Linked DNA regions of Rattus norvegicus: region 1 is linked to region 2. Evidence: chromatin contacts called from public Hi-C data. All regions are on one chromosome and are shown on one strand. Each heading gives the region's core, a stretch centred on a gene start, on an enhancer-like site or on the middle of the called end of the contact. The rest is flanking DNA. Distances are from core to core; before and after follow the strand shown. Region 1 holds the start of Zfp91 (zinc finger protein 91). Region 2 holds the start of Fam111a (FAM111 trypsin like peptidase A).

Evidence for each region. Hi-C and Micro-C count contacts between places; a contact is called where the count stands out from the background.
Region 1: a Hi-C map of liver shows a contact between it and region 2, with 3 times the contacts expected there. The contact joins the promoter of Zfp91 here to the promoter of Fam111a in region 2. A contact is called at or near these places in 2 of 12 Hi-C or Micro-C datasets (liver and psoas muscle) and 1 of 1 datasets of contacts at active chromatin or transcription factors (oligodendrocytes).

The regions. Positions count from the first base shown.
Region 1 is chr1:219,349,954-219,356,167 of GRCr8, forward strand. Zfp91 (zinc finger protein 91) reads right to left here and starts at 2,465. Exons shown (of 11, transcript NM_001169120.1): 1 at 2,089-2,465. The coding sequence starts at 2,429. Lpxn (leupaxin) reads left to right here and starts at 5,715. Exons shown (of 9, transcript NM_001009649.1): 1 at 5,715-5,799. The coding sequence starts at 5,787.
Region 2 is chr1:219,061,538-219,067,774 of GRCr8, forward strand. Fam111a (FAM111 trypsin like peptidase A) reads left to right here and starts at 4,102. Exons shown (of 3, transcript NM_001109163.1): 1 at 4,102-4,157.

The DNA.
Region 1 (6,214 bases), core at 1,215-3,714, 290 kb after region 2:
CAAATAATGTTAGTCTGTTTTTCATCTTTCAAAGATTGAACTTGTTGCTTAATGTACATGTCATACTCTGTTGCAATTAAATGTCCTGCATAGTTTAAAAAAAAATTGTTACAGAACATCTGCAAACCATGTGCACAAGTTTAATTAATGAGTGCTAATCAACGTTTCCTTCCTTACCAACGTCCTTGAAGACAAGGCCAGATCTAATTTAGTGCTGTACTGCCTAGAGGAGTTAACAGTACTAGCCCTAGTTACTTTTCAAACAAGGACTGCAAAGCTAGAATGTATTGAGATCTATCTGATTTGTGGGCTGCTGATAAGTAAAAATGTGCAATAAAAATGATGAAAATTTTAAGAATCTGGTAAAATGGTATAATCTTAAATACATGAACAAGGGATAAATCTGAAGGCAAAATAAAGTAAAGATCATAACTATTGATAGTACTAGATGTGAAGAAACATTAAGATTGCTTTTTCTTCACAAGGACAACTGTGATTAAAAAAATTAATACAAGTAATCATATTCATCCAAGATCAACTGCTTCCACAATTACATTGTAGGCTTCAAGGTCCATTAGTATTTCCTACCATGTAGGAAAAAGCTAAACACCATTCTATGTATAATTTAACTTGATTCTGATGTACTTAAATAATTCTCAAGTGGCAGCTTTATGTAAAATAATATAAAACCACAAAACTTTACAAAACCTACACAAAAATACCACTATAAAGTACTCCTGCCTCTGGCTACCACTCCTCAAAGAACAAGTTGAATTTAGTATTTTAATGTGTAAGACACTGTGTGAAATGGCTGCACAATATATTTAATACGCACAAACTCTGACCATATAGATTATTCGTTGTATTGTATAACTGTGTACAGAGAAGAAACTGAAGGACACATAGGTTAAAGATTTTCCCTAAGGAATTTATGCCCAAGTAAGAATAATGATTTACATATTTTCAAATTTGTGAGATTAAGTACATTAAGATTTTTCTAAAAATGTACATACAGCAGTTACAATTTTCAATTCGGCTTAAAACTTTGTAAGGAGACTTTTACTTTTCATAGAACTATAGTTCCTAAGTTTTCTTATAGAAGTTAACTTTGTTAACTTAAATCACATTCAAAACCGGGGAAAAGACTCTAGTAGCAAAATATGATACATTTGGCTTTTATTCCTGAGGCTTCTTATGCAACTGTTCCAAGTCACAGATTTAATTCTGGAGCAAGCTTGTTTCTAAGCTTTAAAAATTTCCTAGGTCTAAGGTAAGCCAAGCTCTTGCACTCTTTCTTCTGGGAGGTTACAGGTTATCTGAAACCGAAGTCCCTGTTTTTATTTTCTTTTCTCCACTTGTAAATCAAATGACATAATATTCGCAACAGTGAATAGCTAATTTGATTAAAACGTCTGACTTAGAAACTCATGAACTTAACTATTCTTAAGTATTACTCTAATGAGCAATTAAAAATATTTACGCTCCTGGCCATCTGTTAAGGGCCTCTAATTAGTTCAAAGTAATAATTCATATCAATGTAATTTTAAGAGTAAGTACCTACGTTAAAATATACTCATAAAGAAAAAGTTCACACACTCGTACAAAGAACTATACATGTAGTTAATATACTTGTATTTGGCACAGCCGTGTTTCCACCATGACCATACAAATGAACCTGACCACTTAGAAGGGCGAGAAAGGCTACCTTGTAAGTGGCTCAAAGGTAAGTTAATAACAAGTAAAAACACTCTTCAGGGCTAGTAATGGTGCGGCTGATTTCCTAACGGGTATGAGAGGTAACACTGGAAGCGATAGGTTGACAAAGGGGGCGCAGAAGCCAGAGTGAGGACTGAGTAGGCGGGAGGCAGAGGGCGTGCAGCCTGCACAGGGCTACTTCGGGCGTGGGCTGGCGGCCACAGGCTGCGAAGCAGCGGGAGCCTGGCCGCCAGCGCCGTGACATCTGGCGTGCAGAGCCGGCAGGGGGCAGAGCAAGCAGGGTGTCACGTGGAGCGAGCGCTACGGGAGCCGGGAGGGTAGTGTAAGAACTAGAGGGGGGTCTTCCCCAACGCTTCAAAGACTGTTACTCACTGGAGTCGCGGACTCTTCTTGCCCTGAGCAGGAGACGGGGGCTTCGCGGCCGCGGGCTGATGCCCGTGGCCGTCGGGAGGCCTGTTGCTGGGGCTGCTCCTCCGCCGGCGGGGATACTCGGCCTTTCTCCGGCGGGACACAGCGGCGGCGGCGGCGGCCGCAGCGGTCCGGCCGCGATCCCGACCTCCTCTCAGCACGCGGCTGCTCGCAGTCTCTGCAGGCTTCGCCGCCGCCGCCACGCCGGACCGGAGCTCGTCCGAAGCCGCGTCGGCCGCCGCTGCCGGGCCCCCTTCCTGGTCCTGCTGCTCCGGGGATCGCGGCTCCTCCGTCTCCCCCGGCATCGGGGCTCGTCCGTCCCCCACCCCTGCGTCCCAGGCGGTGGAGGCGGCGGCGCCCCCGGCGCAGCTCCCCCCGCCCCCCTCGGCTCCCGGAGCGTCCGGCTCCCTCACTCCGGAGCGCCTCTCTCCCCCCGCCCCTCCGCCCGTTCCGAGGGCGCCCCCCCACCCGCCCCCTGCCACTCAAGCTCGCGACCGCCGGCGGCGCGCACGCGCGCACCCGTACAGACACGCAGCGAGCCAATCGGGGAGAAGGATCGGCTCCCCGGCCCAGCCCCTCGTGTTCTCACACGCAGCAGCGCACTCGGTGCCCTCCCCCACCCCTTCCTTCAACCAATCAGGAAACGGCTCTGAGGGAGAGCGCGAGGTTTCCTTCCCCGCGCGCCCGTTCTCACCGTTAAACGGCTGCGTCTCGCGACAATCCCAAAGTGACCTTTTTATCCCCCCCCACCTCTGGAGTTCAGATCAAGCTAGGGGCGGTGGGAGGGACAGGGCTGACGAGGGCGGTGGCGAGGACAAAACGCACCTTTCCCAGCCTCGCGCGCAACCCCCTGCCGGCTGCGCGCGCACCTGCCTCCCGGAGGCACCGCTGTTCCCTCAAGGGTTCTTACTAGCCTAAGAAGTAGCCTGGACGTTATCCCGCCTCCACTCGGACCCCCACCTTCCTGCTCTGGCTTTTCTGTCCCCAGCGCCGCCAGCTCTTGAGGGGAGAAGTGGTAAATTATTTGCGTTGCAGCTTCTCCTTTAAGAAAAAAAGGCCCTGTCCGTTGCCGGATGAAAGTCCCCAAAAATGGCGGCGATAGGATAGAGGCGGGGTTGAGGAGACTGCGCGGGATAGTTTTGAGGCGCATGCGCAAGGCCAACTTCGCTAAGGGCATTCTGGGGGACGTAGTCCTTTTTAGTCTGTGTTTCTAGGGAAATTATGGGAAACTAGAGGCAGAAGGAAGGCTGGGAGCTTTTCCCGGTCCGAGTTTACGGTTCGGCGAGGCATTGCTTCCGGGTTAGGCCGGGACGCCTGCGTAGATCTGGCACAAATATTGAGCCAATTATAGGTTAGGGGTGCTTGGGAGAGAATTCTGCTTCTACTGTTAATCTTTTTGTGTAAGTGCTCTGAAGTGCCCTTGTCATAGTCTTTACTTACTTCGGTTTGTTCATTTGAGGCTTCTACGACCTGCTACGTTCGTTTTCATTCCTCCATCTTGTGTTGAGCCTTTCACTCGTTAGGTCCTGGAGATCATGGACTCGTTATGCCTCTGTGAATTCAATTTTAATAAAACATGTAGGACTGATTGTAAAGTGGTTTCCTAGTAGGAATAAGGCGTCTTGGAATTGGCGTTGACTGTGGTCCCTGAGATGAAGCTGGAGAGGCGATTAGCGTGACTCCCAGTGATTTTTGTGGAGAAGCTAGCGGTCCGTCACGTTCTCCGCCCAGAGGCTGCATGCCTTTGCGGTTTGTAGATGTTTCTGCAGCACAGGAAGCACAGTCATAATAGCAGCTCTGTCTAGCGTTTGCAGCTAAGTACCTTCCTGATGAGTAAAGGGGGCTTTCCAATTGTTCAAACCGCAGCTGGTGGTAATGCAGACTCTTGTGGTTTTTTTCCCTCTTAACACGTTTGTAGGCATTTCTTAACCTTTGTTTGCATTCTTTAGTTTGCTTTTTACGCGTTGTAATCAGGAAACAACTTTCAAGGAGACTCCTTACTCTTCGAAGATGGAAACGTCTTAAGTTAAATGCTACAAAGGAGGATGGGTAGATGCAAAGTTTGGAAATCTAATTTTGAATTTTACATTAGCCATTAAATTTTAGTTCATTTTTCTTTTCTTTCTCTCTCTCTCTCTCTCTCTCTCTCTCTTCTTTCTTTCTTTTACCTCTCAGAATCTGATTCATTTGCCACACACATAAGGCAAATGCTTTATAGTCTTTACTGAGTTTTGCACTTTCAAAGGATTAGTGTCCTTTTCAGTTGTAAAAACCGACAGTGTCAATAGGAATAATTTTTTGCAGTTCTTTGCAATGAGCACGTTTGGAACAGCACTGACATCCAATGGCTGCTTACAGTAATACAAAAAACTAGCCTCTTAAAAAAGGTCTTAGTAAAACGAATGACTTGTTCCTTTTAAAAGATGGTCACTGCACTTCAGAAGCAAGATTACATATTAAAGTAAACTGATTTTGTATTAAGTAACAAAACTCTCTCTTTATCCTGTCCTTTTAGCCAGTTACTACTCCCTGTGCCTGTTTATATACTGGTAAACACCTGGACAAAACCCATTTCACAGGTCATAATTATATAGTGTAGATTTTTACATACTGCCTTCTGTAGGTGGGCCTGTTGTAAATGTGTTTTTCCTTTTGAGATGAACAAAGGCACAATAAGATTAAAAAAGCCGACCTTTCTCACCTTTCTGGAGAAACTGTTACAAGGCATTGTATTTCAAATTCTGGAGGCTTAATACCTAGAATCTTAAATCTTCTGAATTGATTCTTCCTTTTCCTATAAATGTTTGCATTTTGGATAACTGGACCAGAGAATTCAAACATGAACCTACTTTTATTCAACTTTAAAGAATTTATAATTTGGGCCAGTGAGATTGCTTAGCAGATAAAGTCACGTTGCTAATAAAAAGTCTGAAGAGTTTGATCTGTGGGACCCAGGTGGTTGAAGGAGAGAGTTGACTTTACTCTTACAACTCGAGAATGCCTATACATTCACCCACACAATTTTTAAAAGGTTTGCTTTTAAAAATCACAGTTTGGGAAATGAAGTGAGCTTGATTTCTAAGTAAGTACAGATAGTGAAATGAAGTTGATGCTATTTAGGCAGAAATTTTAAGAAAGGAGCCTATGGTCCACTAGTTTTACAGAAAAAGGAAGAGAAGGAAGAAAAAGGAGGGAGGAGACAGAAAAAGATAGCTGGTGGAAAACTTAAACTTGGAAAACTCCGCAAGTATAAACCTAAACTTTCTATGAGTTCAAGAAGATCACTTGAATATGGTAGGTGTTTAAATTAAAAAAACAAAAACAAAAACAAAACAAATCAAAATCTAACTTTCAGTCTTCATAGTCACCCTGGCCAACAAAGCATCAGAATCTTGCACAGCCTGCCATTTTCTGTCAGCACTATTTAAAACAAGCAACAACAAAGAAACAAATAACCCCCAAAACAAAAACTGAGCTTCTAGAAAAGAAAAGTATTCAGCAAATCAAACGTGAGGAAGTGCTAAGCAAATACAGGAACCAAAAGGGGGTCACAGAAGCTGCTTTGCACTGTCTCATTCAGTTCCGTTGTGGTTCTCTTCTTCACCACATGCTAATGCAGTTCTTCACAGTCTTCAAGACTAGAGTATTGGAGGTGTAGGACAATGGAAGAACTGGGTGAGTGAGGGGCCTTTGGAGAAGCTGCTCCAAGGAAGTGTGGGCTTGGCTGCCATGCATCCCCATCTGTAATGAAGTTTGGTCTAGTTAGTGAGGATAGGACTGAAAGAGTTTTGTTTTCACTTCTGTCCTCAGTTCAAACAAGAGTGAGGCAGGAGGAACTATCATTGTTGAGGGGAGCTATTGGGTTGCACAGGCACAGTAGGCAGAGAGTTGAGAGCTAACTATAGATCAGACACCCAAAGAAACAGAAGGAATTATAATTGAACTTGCCTTTCCCCTTGGCAGCTCCTGGAGGTCATAGGGCGGCTCTACAGCTAGGTCGTTGTGGAGATATGATACTGGAAAGAGACAAAAAGGATGGGAAAAGGAGAGGACATAAAATGAAGGAAGGGAAGGAGGGAAAGGAAAGAAA
Region 2 (6,237 bases), core at 2,852-5,351:
TTGGCATCTTTGTTCACAGGGTGGAGGGATTCCAGATTGGTCTTTTTACTGGCCATAAGCAGATATGGATCAATCCACATATGGTGATCTCAGAGGGCAGGTGGAGACCTAAGGGAGTGCTTCTGCCCTGGTCCTTGATGGACATTTGGTCAAAGCAACCGGGCGCCCATGAGTGAGTGTGAACCTCTCCAGGGATCCCCCCAGAGGAGTGTCCATAGAGTGTCTCCACTCGGCTTCAGGGAGGTGCGCTAGTCCAGGCATTTCCCACCATCGCCATCTGGACTAGGGAGAAGTGCCCAGGCAACAGAACCCAGACCGCAGTGTCAGGACTGCAGTGCTCTGCAAGTTGGAAGGAAGTGGATGAGGAAGGCTGAAAGACTCAGGGCCTTTCTAGGGGCAACAACCCTACAGCCAACCAGCTTCCATATCAGGAAAAAAGCTGTAAATCTTTGCAAAAGACAGGTGGGTCTTTTATCCTTAACTTTTAGAAGTGCATTATATTTATTTATTATTCATTTGTGTGTATTATTATATGTGTGAGCATGGTGTGTGTCACAACTTTAAGGAGTTTGTTCTTCCCTAGTATGTGGGTCTGTTGCATGGATCGAACTCAGGTCAGATTTGGAAGCAGGTGGTGATATTGTGTGAATCTTTTGCCCATTTTTACTCATCATATAAAGGCTAGAGCCTGTGATTGGGCAGGGAATGTGAAAGTGGGATGGGTGGTCTAAGAGAGAAGAAAAGAGGAAGAGAGTGAGGAGAGCAGGAGGAAGAGAAGATGGGGCAGAGAACTACTTGGCTGAGAGAAATTGTAAGTAGCAAGTGTATCATAGGGGGGATAGGCTGATGTGATGATGCAGCTGCCCAATGTAGGTTGCAGCTCATAAAATAATAACCAGAGTGTGTGTTTTTATACAGGTTTATTAGGGGTGAAAATTACTGCAGCCAAAGGCTGGCTCTTAAACGATGATTAATCTGTTCCCTGATGGCTAACATGACAATAGAGAGGATATACCTGGTGCTTGCTGCTCAACCAGCAACCGAACTCCATGATAGCCAGAAATCACATGCTCACTGAGTGCCAACAGAACTGGACAAACTAGAGCCACAAAGTTCAGGACTACACCATACCCAAGAAACCAGAACTGGGACAGGGTTGGGAAGGGTCAAGGTTCTTCATCTTCTGACGAGCCAGCTCTCTGTGAACATGCCTTAAACTTCACTACCCTGCAATGCAACTACAATTCTCAGTTAAAGACCAACATGTTTACCATCATGGGCCTAAGTTTCTCCCTTTTTCTATTCTTTTGTTCATTTTCATCTGTTTTCTTTTCTTTTCTTTTTTTTTTTTGGTTCTTTTTTTTGGAGCTGGGGACCGAACCCAGGGCCTTGTGCTTCCTAGGCAAGCACTCTACCACTGAGCTAAGTCCCCAACCACTCATCTGTTTTCTTTCCTCACATGCCCTGTCCTTGTCTCTGTTTGAAAAATCCCTGGACACTCGCCATTCACCATTATGTACTGAAAGTGAATCTTTCTACCTCAGCCTGCTTTAGATGGAGGTAATTAAAATATACATTCCATATAAAACATATCCTACACATTCATGCACGCGCACATGTGTATGTGCACACATCAGCCACTTCCTCACACTTTGTGAAACAGTCAATGGAGTCGTTATCACTCCAGTTACTGAATCAGAAACCCAGGGATCATCATTTCTTCTGGCTGCTGTCTCAGAATTTAGAAATGACATTTATTCTAGAAACTATTATAATTCCCGCCATCTTATTTTATTTTTTTAATATTATGGTATTATTTTGATAATGACAGTTCTACAGTTACTCCCTCCCGACCCTGCAGAGCCCAGAAGTTAAGCCACATAGTGGCTTCACTGTGTGTTTTACAGTAAGCTTAGAAAAGCACACCTGGTGACCCCCATACCACCATCAACCTTTAAACAAGCATGTGTTTGTCCTCCAATGATCCAAGTCCTCTCAGTCACTTTATGAGAAACACTTCAGATTCATTTCCCTGTGTTTGAATGTTGTGTGCGACAAATATTCACAAATGTGTTTTCTTGACTGTATTTTATTTCAGAACGAAAATATACAGCATGGCAATACTAATTTCTTTTACAGGCAGGGCCAGCATTTTGCATTGCAGAAACATTTACCCACGAATAGCTAGACTCAGTGGAGGGTTCTTGCCTGGCTTCAGGCAGGTCCAAGGATTCCCTGCCACCAGGACTAGGCAGGAAAGTCCAGGCAGCAGGTACTGCAATGTCATCTGTGGCTGCAGGCAGAAAATGGATGAGCTAGGAGGAGGAAGGTTAGCCCTCCAGAAACATTCTATCCCAGGGACTAGAAACCTGCTCTCACTTGTTAGCAAATAATGGACTCTTAATGTGACTTTCATTGAGTTATACTGTCCTGTGTCTCCCGTGGATACACTGCCACCCATTCAGATAGCCCACACATACAAGCTTATTTGCAGTAGCTGCTTCTTGTGCTGTTGTGTGTTGGAAAGAGCCAGGTGGTGGGCTGGAAACAGGCTTAGGTCAACTGTGATAAAGTGAGAGGAAGATATGGATAGCTTAAACAAAATTTGACTTAAGAGAGAATAAGAAGTAAAGAAGGTGGGAATAAATGGGGAGGAAAGAAAATGAGGGATGAGCAAGAAGTGGGGAAGGAAGAACAGAGGAAGAGAAAAGATGGAGTTGGGAAAGCAAGTACTTCATTCAAGTCAGTAGTGTAGCATCGGTTTTGCCATCTCTAAAATGGGCTGGCTGGGTGTCACATAGTATTTTAATATAATGTGATTCAGGACAGATGCTGGAAATGACTTGTGAGAGAGATGGAATGTTTTCTTAGCCTGTGGGTCCTTTCCATTTGTGTACAAGCCTGTGAGCATTACAGTGTCTATTACTTTCTGCTCACTTTTTTAAGTGCCCATAGAATAAGTGATTATCAGATGCAGGACTTTATGTGTTCTGACTGACTCGAAAGTATGAATTTCTCCCTTCAGAGATGTAAACAGTCATTGTCCGGCCACTCCCACAATTTTTGCACCACTTTTACCCCAGCCTATCTTATAGGCAGGACCAATTATAGGTAGAATGCTTTGTGGCTAGCTTAGTGTCCCAAACTGGGAATTCTTGCCCAGTTACAGAAGATGGCTGGTTCAAGCTCTGTATCTGCCATTGCTAGGGTCACCCCATAGATTCCTGGGAGCTTCCACTGCCCTAGTTCTCTAGCCTGGCCTAAACATCCTCCATCTTGCCCTAGAACAGTTGTCTCCCCCCCATCCCTGATTGTCTCCCTCCCTCCCTCCTCCTCTTCCTCCTATTTTAAAAATTACGGTTCATATTTCTGGAGTGGACACTGTCTTTATGGGTAGAAAACATTTACTCCCAATGATGCACATCTGGACAATCCATTCATTATGTCATCAAAATGACTTAGCACCTGATGCCAAGTCTGACTGAGTTTGAGCCAGGAGACTCACACGGTAGGTAAGAACCTGAATTCTTGAAAGTTGTGACATGTGGCACGCACCGACATACCCATAATACACACAAATAAATAATAAATTTTTGAAAAACGATTTGCAGTGTCTTCCTGATTTGTTCAAGTACTGAAGCTGGTCTGCTGTAGGTATGTTACTCCCTAGAAAGGCCCAGAGTCCTCCCAGCGCTCTGTCTGCAGCCAGAGGGCACTGCACTAACCGGCTGCCAGGTCTCTCTTGCTTAGTTCAAGTGGCAGAAAATCCTGGACTTGTCTGAAACCAGGCAGGAAACCCACATCGGGTCCTGGCTCCTCCGTTTTCCAGAGTCGGGTTAACATACCTAATTTGAGGAGGCTCTTAAGAGAAGATCGGTGGAGAGTAGAGGTCCACACCCACTCAGTGGGCGGTCCTCGTTGACTCTGCCGCCCGCCCTTAGAGACTAGAGGGGAAGCACTCAGCACTTGCTGTGGTCGGGACCGCGCTCTGAATGCAGCCAATGACTGAAGCACAGCTTTTGCTGTTCAGCCCAGGGACCAATCCGCAGTCTCTCCGCCCCCTAAACGAAGCGGTTAAATGATCTTCTGGTTCTGTTTTTTCAAAAAGACGCGGGATTCTAGCGGCTGGAGAGAAGGTGCCAGTGTGGAAAGATCTGGTAAGTAAAAAGCCACTTTAAGATGAATTTCTTCAAGCCAGAATGTTGGGAGCAGCAAATATTCACCAATACATTTGTCGAGTCTGTTTCATTTTGGAATAAAAATACACAGAGTAAGTGACAAATACTAATTTCTTTCTCAGGCTTACCTAGCATGCAGAGTGGAAGCCATACATTTTCAAGTAGGTGGTTAATACATCAACCTAAATTGCCTCTATGTTTCTATCAACATAATCCAGTATGTTCTGCTGAGGTCTAGAAAGTACCAGTCATCTTTAGTGTCCTTTAAGGGCATTGTGACGGTTTCCTCAATAAAACCAGACTTAATGCTAGATGTTGGGCTCAAGTATAGCAGGTCGTGGCTGTGAGCCAGGGAAGGTGGCAGGTCTATAAGCAAACTGTGATACTCAGAAGAGTGGGTGAAATCTGAGGCACACTGCTGCTGTGGGGGAACTCCAGTGCTGAAAAGCCCTTGGGGCAGAGGCAGAAGTGCTATCCATTTGAAGGGCCCAGGGAGCCCAGGGTTGTTTTCAGTGAGTTTTTCTTGCCTCAGAATGCTAATGGCATGGTAGTGTAGGAAGAGGCTTAGATCAACTGTGGTCTTTACCTCTGGAAGACCTCTCTGAGAGAAAAGTAAGTGGGCAGAATGTGCACATGGCTAGCCAGAATTAAAAATTAAAAAAGAGCCTTTAAGGGAGGGAGAAGTGAAGGAGGGAGAGAGAGGGACACAAAGGGCTGGGGAGGAAGTTTTTTGGCAATAAGGAGGGGGGATGTGTGTGCTGAACGCACGGAAACATAGCGGGTGGGGAAGTTATTCAGAAATAGGAAAGAAGAGCGAGAAAGGCCAGGGGAAAGAAAAAGGAGGCAAGAGAAAGGGGAAGAAGATGGAGAAAGCAAGTCCAGGGAGCTCTCAGAGAGGCTGAGGATGGGAATTTTCATACAGTCTGTATTGTTGTATTGTTCTCCTGAAGGAAGGTAGCAGATGTAATTAGCTTAGTAGACTTTGCCTTCTCAAACTATAGAGTGGGTTGGTATACTCTGAGGAATTTGTATTCACACCATTCTAACGGAAAAGGCAAGAAGGAGTGGAGGCAGGAGGGCATCATACAATGAACTTCCAAATACCCGTCATATAGCGAGGATTCTTTTCTCTAATTTATATGTCTTGGATTTGTTGTTGTTGTTTGACTTTTTTTGAGAGAAAGTCTCATGAGGCTGGCTGTGGACATTGGGACTCCTGATCCTCCTCCATGCTTTAATAGAGTGTGACTCAGCATGGATTCTGAAAATCGTTTGTGTGGGCAACATATGGAATGATTCAGAATTGTTAAAGCAAGTGCCAGTGAACTGCAAAATCCATATTTCTTGCTGCTAACTTTTATGTTTTATACTATGAAGCATCAACAGACAGGGAACCTCAAATTGCTTTTCTGGTTGAACAATTATCTGCCTGCCGCGGTCACATAATCCAGACCAGTTCCTCAAGTACTTGTGCACTTTCATTTCCTACATTCCGAGGAGTGTCCCTCTGGTTAAGTATTGGCACTGAACCTAGCGGGAATGTTCTCTGAGCAGTCTTTCACACATGGCTGCTGTCTGAAGACTTTACCTGCATTACATATTCTTCAATCTTCACAGCAGTTGAGGATGACTCTGCCACTCCTTTTAGGGTGAGGAAGAGGCAGAAAATACACAGTATGCCCAGGTCCATGGGGTCTCAAAATGGCTGCCTGAGCTGAGCCCTGTTCTTGGCACTCACTGTGCTGTGCATGTTCTCATAGGACATTCCTGCCATATTTTCAGTTGCTTCCGCTTCTCACAAACAGGAAAATAGGTCCAGGGAGACTAGTAGACTTCCTTAACAGTTCATTAGCAGCAGTTACTGGTAGAAATCAAGGACTCAGGTTCCACAAAGGAGGTCATGGACAATGGAGGGGTTAAGGTCATGGAAACAGTCTTTAGATGGCTCCCCCTGGGTAGGTGCTTCAATTACACATAGAGAAAAGCAGCAAGCCATGGGTGACTGTCTACAGACAGCCTTTCTATTTTCTTCTGATCACTTTCTCTGTGGAAACCGAGT